Linked DNA regions of Anser cygnoides: regions 1 and 3 are each linked to region 2. Evidence: chromatin contacts called from public Hi-C data. All regions are on one chromosome and are shown on one strand. The core of a region is the stretch at or near the end of the contact, and the rest is flanking DNA. Distances in the headings are between cores, read along the strand shown.

Region 1 (2,961 bases), core at 108-2,607, 100 kb after region 2:
CTACCAGGGAGCGGATCCTAAGGCAGAAGTGGCCAGATGAGTTCAGAGCTCTCCCATCTTCATTTTTTGGAGATGATGCCAGCTCGCTGTGTGCTGTACCACTCCCATCACAGTGTGCTCCCAGTCCCCCGCTGCCTGCAGTACCCTGACACTGCTGCAGTGCAAACACCCAGCATTAGCAGCCGCTACGCTGCTCTCTTCCCCCTCTGGCTTTTATTAGCCCTGCCTTTGCTCTCCACCAAGTTCATTCTCCTTCGCTGGGCGCTCGCAGGCTCGTCCTGTGCCAATTGCACAGCTCGCCACCCAGACGACGTCTCCAGGCACACGAAGACGGCTGCCCCGGGCGGCGCGGGGCTGGCACTGCCTGGTGGCGGCCGGGGGCTGCTCCCCACCCCTGCGCACGCCGGAGCCCGGTGGGTTTGCTGGGCGCTGGAGGCCAGGGCTGCCTCCCAGCCCCGCAGACAGGGGCTGCGGAGGGAATGCAGAACGGCAGCCAAGTGCTCTCCAGCCCTGCCAATGTTTTCGATGCCTTTCTGTTTCGCCGGTGGAGCTCAAACCAGCAGCTCCAGCGCTTGTGTCAGGGGCTGCTGGGAACAGGCTCGCAGCCTTTTTATTTTCTTTCTCCACAAAGCAACAAAGCCCAAGTTATCCCAGAAATCAAAACAGGCGCGGGCTCACTAAATCAACAGGGTCTGTGGCAAACCCAGAGACACGCAGTCGGCACTTTCCCAGGGGGACGCAGGCTCCTGAGACCACCCGGCCTTTGCAGGAGCCCGAGGACAGGGTCCTGTTGGGACAGGACCGAATCCCGACTCGGCCAGACCCTCAATCCTCCCTGGGGTGCTGGGGGTGCTGGGTGACCCCAGAGCATTTCAGTGCCAGAGCCAGGCTGTGCAGCTCACCCAGGACTCATCCGAGAGCAGCAGCGCCCCGTGGTCCGTGCACAGCAGAACCCTTCTCCTCCTGCCGCTCCCGGACAGCCCCAGGCTTTGCCCTGCGCTCGGGCACCCGACAAACGGTGCCGTGAGCCTGGCCGAGGGCAGGGGCACAGCCCGAGCGGGGGGCTAGGGCTGGCTCCCCGGCCAGAAGGGTGAATTAAAGCTCAGCCACCTGTGAGGCCAGCGCAGAGCCGCCAAACCTTGCCTGTGGAGCTCACGGGCTCTGCCCCAGGGTGCCACCAACACGGCGCCTTCAGCATTTAGCATCAGCTCAACGACCAGCTCCTGGGGGCACGGCCCGGGGGCGCAGGCCGGAGGGATCTCCCCGGGGGTACAGAGGATGGGTGAAAGGCACGGGGGTGAGCCCGGGGGCTGCGCTGCACACCCTTAACGCCGCGAGCTGGGCTTCTTACGCACTCACAAGCCCGAAGCTTCCCCTCGGACAGCTTTGTAAGGCCGGGGAACGGGCAGGATCCGGCCCGGGACCGCAGCCGGGAGCCCGGAGCCCCCCGGTAGATGGCACGCACGGCCCCGGCGCGGCGCTGGCGAGAAACCCGAGCCGGGCAGACACTCCCCGGGAGCTGCCGGGGGCCGGGAAGCAGGAAACACGGGCTGTGCCCGGCCACAAGCCGCTCCTGCCGCGCGGAGGAGGCAGCGACATGGGCAACCGCTGCAGCCGCGGCCGCCCGCGGTGAGTGGGGGAGGCGGCGGGCAGGGGGTGGGCATCTCCCCCCATACCGCCACCCCGACAAGTTTTTGGTGCTTTTTTTTTTGGGGGGGGGGGGGTTCCTCAGCCCGGCTTCCCCCTGCTCGGGGCTGAGAAGAGCCGAGGGACCAGCAATGGGATCCCCCCCAAAAGCAAACCAAGCGCCGGGAGGGGCGCCCTGAGGGCCGGGCACCCGTCGGGGACCCCCTGTCCGCCGCCGTCCCCGCTTGGGGAGCCCTGGCAGCTCCCCCTGGGGCTGTGGGTCCGTGTCCCCGGGGGGACACAGCCCTTTAATTCTCCCCCCCCCCCCCGGCCCACTCCTGCTTGATGAAACAGGGCGGAGGGGGGAGCGCCCTGCACCGGGGGGGTGCGAGGGGGGAGCGGCGGCTGGCGGCCGAAGCCCGGAGCACATTCCCTGCCTCCAGCGCCGGCTTCGCTGAAGTGTCCGAAAATCGCCGGCGCTTTTTAATAATTAAAAGCGGCACAGCATCACCTAGCGGCTGCAGCAGAGGAAGGGGGGGGGGGTCAGGGAGTTTGGGATTCGGGGCTCCAAGCGCAGGCGGGAGGCCGGTGGGTGACGTCTCGCCCACCAGAAGCCCCTCTTCCTCCATCCTCTGCCCCTGTGCCCGGGGGAAATGAGGCACCCGGGGCATCTGCTGGGGCACGGCTGGGGGCGGTGAGAGCCGCGGGCGCGCGTCGTGGGGCGCTGCCGGGTCCAAGCGGTGCCAGGCCCTGTGCAAACACCGCTGCTCCCGAAGGAGGCACAGACCCGGACCTGGAGGTCACTTGCCCAGGCAGGGCCGAGCAGGAGAGAGGCTTTGTGCTCCGGCTGGGGAGCAGCGATGGCTCCTGCCGGCTCCTCTGGGGCAACGTCAAGTTCTGCTGTCCCAAGGGACCAGGGCTGCTGTGTCCTGCGTGATTTTATTCCCAGGGGCTGCGTGGAAAGCAAGAAGAAGAAACACCATGGTGTTTCTGCTGGCGGCAGCAGGGGACAGGGCTCTGGCCAAAGAGCCTTTTGCCCCCAGCACCCCTGTGGGACTCGGGTGCTACCACCTGCCTTAGGGGCTGTGTGGGGCCCTAAAAAAGCAGAGCTCTCTCCCCAGGAGCAGCTGTCCCTGCCCTGCACGGGGAAACGCCTGGGGGAAGGTGAATGGGGATGTGCTGTTGGTAACATGGGCTGTGGGACACCTACAGAGGACTGCGACCAAGCACAGCGAAGCCCCTCTGCAGCAGCTTGCGTGATTCATGGCTGCACCTTGGTGACAGAGGGGAAAAAAATGCCACTTAATTTTAGTTCAGGTGTTTCCAGGCGTCAGA
Region 2 (2,892 bases), core at 129-2,628:
ATTAAGACCCAGGCAGGTTAGAAGCTCTGAGGAGAGTTTTTAGATCTGCAGGTTTTGTAGATCAGATCGAACAAAGTGCTTAAAAATGTTTGTGAGGGTTGCTGAATGATTGTACTGCAGCTGAGGTCTCTGTTCTTATACTCCAACTGAGATCTCCCAAGAAAGCATCTTTGAAATAAGCCTGTTTTACTGAGCATATTAACAGGATGGTTTATTAATGATTGCTATGCTTATTTAAACCATATGAGTGATGATATAATTCAGAATTATCAATTCTTCAATTATCAATATGCCATTGCCTGGAGCACGCGGTAGCAGCAATTCCTTGTGGCCCAGGTAGCAGCAAAGAACTTGTCATGTACAAGAGCCCAAGGTCAGTGAAGTTGTTGGTCTTATACAATCCAACAACAATGTTTTTTTTTCATGTTTTTATTAATTTCTGCAAGAATTCTCATGGTTTGTGCCCCCTTCCCCTGAGCAGCATATTTCTTCCTTTGTCCTTTCTTCTAGCAATAACAAAGCTGACGTGCACCTTCAGTGAAGTTTTACTGGAAATGTACTTTCTGGTTTTAGTGTGCTTGATATGAGCTGTTTATCGTAGAGAAAGCAGAACAGCTTAAATGAAAACATCACGAGCACCTATAGCACCCATAAACAATATTGTGTTAGTTTAAAAAACAAAACAAAAAAAAATACAACCTAACAAAAACAGGTATTCTGTGCTACCTTGCTGCTTTGGCATCGTGTTGGGCACGACGATCCTTTTTGGGTCATTGAGGTTACGTAACTAGCTTGGAAGATATGATTAATCATTTACTTAGGGATTTTGTCACAGATCCTTGGAAGTAAACAGAGGTAGACCGAAAACCTCCGTTCCGTTGTGTTCATTTTCCTGCTTGCAGAAGCAGCTGTTTTAACCTGCTAACTGAATTCAGACTGAAATGGTTGTGCCAGCTGGTCTCTAAATGATGAGTCCTGTTCGTGGGACCTTTGCGTAAATGATAATTAGAAGGGACTGGTGGCAGCTCAAACATTTTAGTTATTTTAAGACTTATTTCATAAATTTCCTAGTTTTGCATCATTGAATTTAAACATGTTTAAGCAGTGTTTTTTTGTTTTTGTCTGTTTGTTTGTTTTTTTCCTCACGTATTCCTTAGCTTTGAAAGAGCATTTCAAGACAGGACTCCATGCTGAAGGAAGGCAGTGTGAGACTGGGGACATGCAGGTTGTTAATGTGGGGTGGAGAAGCCCATAGGCTGATGTCCTGAAGTTGTCAGTACTGAACTCAGCTCTCTGCTTCAGAGAACTTCCACCGTCTCCCATTTCTTAGCCCTCTCCAGATATGTCCATATTGGAAAAAATAAATAAATAAAATCAGTTTATTGACGTTGGAGACTTGAGCTGTAGTATTCCACGTTTTCAGAGTACTGCATTCATCCTGCTTGTACCTGCAGGCTGGTGAAATCTTCCAGTGATTTGGCTGGTAATGCCAGTAAGGGAGGACAGTGCCTCCTCAAGTGGAATTTGTTACCTGGTGTTCTGTAATGAAGTGAGATACAATCTTCAAGTCATCACCGCATTTCTGTTTTATTTTATATGTCCTAGATATTGCAATCATTTTTTTTAAATGTTAAATTATTAGTTATAGTTTCACTGCTGATATATTTTGTCATGTTGCTCAGATGCCATTAGTGTAGCCTTAAACCAATGATAAGCTGGTTCTAAATTGTTGCTGTAAATAAAAAAATACAGAAAAGTTTTGCTTGCCTAATCTGAAAGGCTTTGGCTATGCCAAAACAAATCAAACAGCTCAGCGCTCTGATGTAGAGCTGAAATGGTACGGGAGAACTGCTGACAGCACAGTGAAATCGCTGAAACAAAAGATACACGGTTGGTTTTTTTAAATCCCAAATTTAAAATGGTTAGGTAGCTGAGTGTCGCCCGGTGGCGCTCTGTTGCACGTCCTGTGGCAGTGTGCACAACAGCCCAGCTGCCCGTGGGCGCTTTCCGTGGCGTGCCGTACAGCATCGGGGTATTCACGGGGTCACGTAAGCATTTGTGGCAGAACTGTAATCCAGAGCCAATGAGGAAATCTCCTTCTCCTGATGGAACCAGTGGCTGTGCCCTGCCAACCAGATGAACAGCCTTCCCGTGTGCTTCGTGGGCTGGGTGATGATTTCCTGGCAAATAGGCAACGGCTCTCAAACCCTTTTCTTCTTCCTCAAGCAACGCCATGACGCAGTTCCTCCACATCTTCGTACTGCTGTTCCTCTGCATTTTTTTCTAGTTTATACCGAAAGTTAATATATGTGCGGTATGCTAAAGTCAGTCGTCTTGCACACACACGAGTCCAAAGTAGTTCTGCTAAGTTGGGCTAATTTTCCATAGCTTTACAGGTAACTGAAAGCACAACCCTGGTTGTCTCGTGTTCCTGCTGGTCCTTTGCCAGCTTATTCTTATTCCATGTAGCATCATAAGCTAGCAGCTACATTGTTATTGATGGTTTTTAAATTGCATTTGTCCTTTTTTTTCTGTCTTTTTTTTTTTTTTCCCCCTCTGTTGTTTTTCTGAACTATTTCCAGGGAAGAATGTTTGACAGTGAATGTGCTCACTGTCTAGTAAGTTCTCACACAACCTGCAGGATGTAAAAAGTTTCCTTGCTCCGAACTTTCCCTTCTAGTCATAATGTAGGAGCTATAGCCAAATACCAGTAAACCACCTTCCATCGTCTTTAGTGCTTTTGGAAGGTTAGTATTCATACAGTAACTCATAAGGCTGCACTTCATCACCTCCCTGTGAGTACAGAGTAAGCTTACCTGCCATGGAAATGAAACGTGGGACTGCAAGTTAATGTAACAACATTAAAATGTTATTAAGAACCAAAGTACCAAC
Region 3 (2,818 bases), core at 187-2,686, 88 kb after region 2:
TAAATTTTTCTTTTATTTTTTTTTTCTTCCTTGGTTCTTCTTGAGTTAGCTCACATACCCTTGCAAATCCTTACAGGGATGTCAGCACTTGTAGACTTAGCGTTTCGTAACTCTGACAACAAACAAAGCAGCTGTTTAACTCAAACTAAAGGCACTTCAAAAAAATAATCAAAAAAGCAGTTTTGACGCATCTGATTTACCTTGTTAGTTTGTAGAACTCTAGCATGGAACAGCGCTGGTAAGGCATGAAGCCACAGGTAAGCATAGGAGCGGATGGCATAGGCTGGAGAGTATTCCCACGTCTGAAATCCCTTCCCATAAACGAGGTAGTGTGTCTAAAATGAAGATTAACGAATATTAGTATATATATGAAGTGCATCACACCGTAGACAGTTTTGCATTTCCCACTTCTGAATTCTTAAGTACGTTTCTCCTTGAAAAATACAGATTAGCAAAAGGTTCTAAGAAAATCTGCATTTCTGCAGACTAACTACAAGCTCCCAAGTGCCTCCAAGGCCGGAGAGCCACTTACTGGTTCCCAGTAGTTAAACGTCTCATCGCAATCCGAGATGTTGCTCAGGAGAGCTGCACAGAACCTGGCTGAGATGAGACACTTGAACGCCGTTGATCCTTCAGGGGCCCACACTGTCCTGCTTTGCTCCCAGATGGTCTAGTACAAAGAATACAAACATGCAGCAAGACAAGTCAGTAAAAAGAACATAAATATGCACTAAGATGACTCATTAGCAGTATCAAGTAGATGTGACAGCAGGCAAAGAACTGACAAGAACCTGCATGCAGAAAGTCACTGACTGCTATCCAAGGGGCCAAGAAATAATTTTATTTTGGAATCCCCCTTACTGCCTGAAAACATCCCTTGGGCAACACTTCCAAACCATCCTTTTCCACCTTATCACTGCAAGCAGCCCCTCTCCCCTCACACCTTGCACACAGAGGAGGCTCTCACACCCTCTGCCCTCCTCAGGGGACCCCCAACACCTCACGACCACCACCCTGGGGACCCCCAGCACCCCACCACCACCACCCTGGAGCAAAAACCCACAGCCCAAGGCCTCTGCCCCTGGTCGGGAGGTGAGGGGGCGCTGAGGGGAGCCCCCTGAAGCGGGACACACCAGCCCGGCCCGCAGCCACCCCGGGGGCCGCCGCTCCCCCTCAGCCGGGTCCCGCTCCCCCCCCGCCGCCCCTCAGCCCGCCCCGCCGCCTACTCCAGGCGAGCCTCCTCCGCCTCCGAGCGCGGCCGGCCCGCCTCGCCGCCTCCTCCTCCTCCTCCTCCTCCTGCCCGCGGCCGCTGCCGGGCCCCTTTGACCGCCATGCCGAGTGCGGGCAGCCGGCAGCCCGCTCCCTGCCTCCAGCGGACGAGACGGAAGCGGCGCCGAAGCCGCCGGCCGCCATGCCGGGTGCGGGCACGGCCCGGCACCGCCTCACGCCGCCTGCGCGGGCAGCCGGGGGAGCTCCGCCCGCCGCCGTGTCCCCTCAGACTCTGTTATGTCCTCTCACACCCTGTCACATCCTGTCAGCCTCGCCATGTACCTTCAGCCCCTGTCATGTCCCCTCAGCCCCCGCCGTGTCCCCTCAGCCCCCACCAGCTGCCTGTGGTAGTTGCACCCCTTCAGGCGAGGCTGCTCCCCTCAGCCCCGTGCCTGCAGTGCAGCGGAGCACATCCAGTATACAATCACAGAATCATTAAACTTGGAAAAGACCTCTAAAATATCTGGTCCAACCATACCCTTACCAACAATGTCACCCGCCAGTACTAGGACCACCTGGGGGCTGCAGCAGCCACCAGTCACCCAGCACAACCTGGGAATGCCTGCAGTGTCACCAGAAGTTGGTGGTGGTTACTTAGTTCTCTTAACAGTTGTGAGAAGAAAGAGCTTTTAGCGTCCACCACTGCTGTTGGTACTCAGTACAACCCATCAGGTTTCCTGTAACCCAGCCCGTTACTGCAGTTTTCTGTCAGCAGCCACATCTATTGCAGCTATAACACAGCGTTCATAGCACAGCTGTCTGTTAGATCAGTTTACCCTAGCAAAGAAAGGCTCCACTTTAAAAAACGAGGTTTCATTACACACACACAACACAAAAACGCTTGGTCTTTATTAACAAAATTCCCACATTTAAAGTGTGTGCCGGTGCCAGAGCCCACGCCGCTGGTGCGAGAGGCCCTGCAGCACACGGTATGGGGCCCAGCCAGGTGCAGCCCACGTTCTCCAGAGCAGCAGCGAGCCCAGGGCCGCCCGAGCCCCTGAAGGCAGCCATGGCCCTACCGGAGAGCTACGTGCAAGCGCTGCTTCAGTTCCTCCCGGAAGAGCAGCTGCATCGCCGCTACCTCCCGGCGGCTCAGGGCCTTGTCACAGGACTGAAAGGTCACTCGGTAGCAGAGGCTCTTCCGCCCCGTCTCTGACTGATGGAAGCTGTCGATTAACTGGATGGATGCGACCGTTTCGCCTGACACCTGCCTGGCAATGGTGTGAAAAGCAACCTCATCAAATTGTTCCCCATCGGGAACCCAAAAGCTGACATCATGCACGTAGGAAGGTGGATAGAGAGAAAAACTCTTGAAAAGCCTTAGCTCTCCTCGAGGAAACTGACGGAGGAAGCGTGTGTCTGATGTCCAGAGCATTCGCCAGTCTTGTATTCCACAGAGCAGCATGGCTATGAGGTCAAGATTCAATGAAGCAGAGACAACAAACAAATCCCTGCTTGCTAGTTCATACGGAGCTGTCCTTATCACTCCCACACAGGAGCCCTTCTCAAAGGAGTCTAAAGTATCTACCTCCATGCAGAGGAAGTATTG

The links. Hi-C and Micro-C count contacts between places; a contact is called where the count stands out from the background.
Region 1: a Hi-C map of liver shows a contact between it and region 2, with 4 times the contacts expected there. The contact joins the promoter of C21H11orf52 here to the enhancer-like site in region 2. A contact is called at or near these places in 2 of 7 Hi-C or Micro-C datasets (both in liver).
Region 3: a Hi-C map of liver shows a contact between it and region 2, with 1.9 times the contacts expected there. The contact joins the promoter of ALG9 here to the enhancer-like site in region 2. A contact is called at or near these places in 2 of 7 Hi-C or Micro-C datasets (both in liver).

What each region holds. Positions count from the first base shown.
Region 1 is chr21:4,118,662-4,121,622 of Taihu_goose_T2T_genome, reverse strand. It overlaps C21H11orf52 (chromosome 21 C11orf52 homolog), which reads left to right and starts at 1,357. Exons shown (of 3, transcript XM_066981099.1): 1 at 1,357-1,629. The coding sequence starts at 1,455.
Region 2 is chr21:4,223,452-4,226,343 of Taihu_goose_T2T_genome, reverse strand. All of the region lies in intron 3 of SIK2 (salt inducible kinase 2), which reads left to right. All of the region lies in intron 1 of LOC106039789 (a long non-coding RNA gene), which reads right to left. Among named protein-coding and RNA genes, the nearest start is that of SIK2, 17 kb to the left of the region's middle. Within about 2 kb of position 1,378, at least 1 of the 3 cell types and tissues checked has open chromatin away from gene starts, as enhancers often do. A contact at or near this core is called in liver, where this site is marked.
Region 3 is chr21:4,135,817-4,138,634 of Taihu_goose_T2T_genome, reverse strand. ALG9 (ALG9 alpha-1,2-mannosyltransferase) reads right to left here and starts at 1,436. Exons shown (of 16, transcript XM_048063246.2): 1 at 1,227-1,436; 2 at 648-670; 3 at 533-645; 4 at 201-335. The coding sequence starts at 1,333. It overlaps FDXACB1 (ferredoxin-fold anticodon binding domain containing 1), which reads right to left. Exons shown (of 5, transcript XM_066981085.1): 5 at 2,097-2,818. The coding sequence ends at 2,285.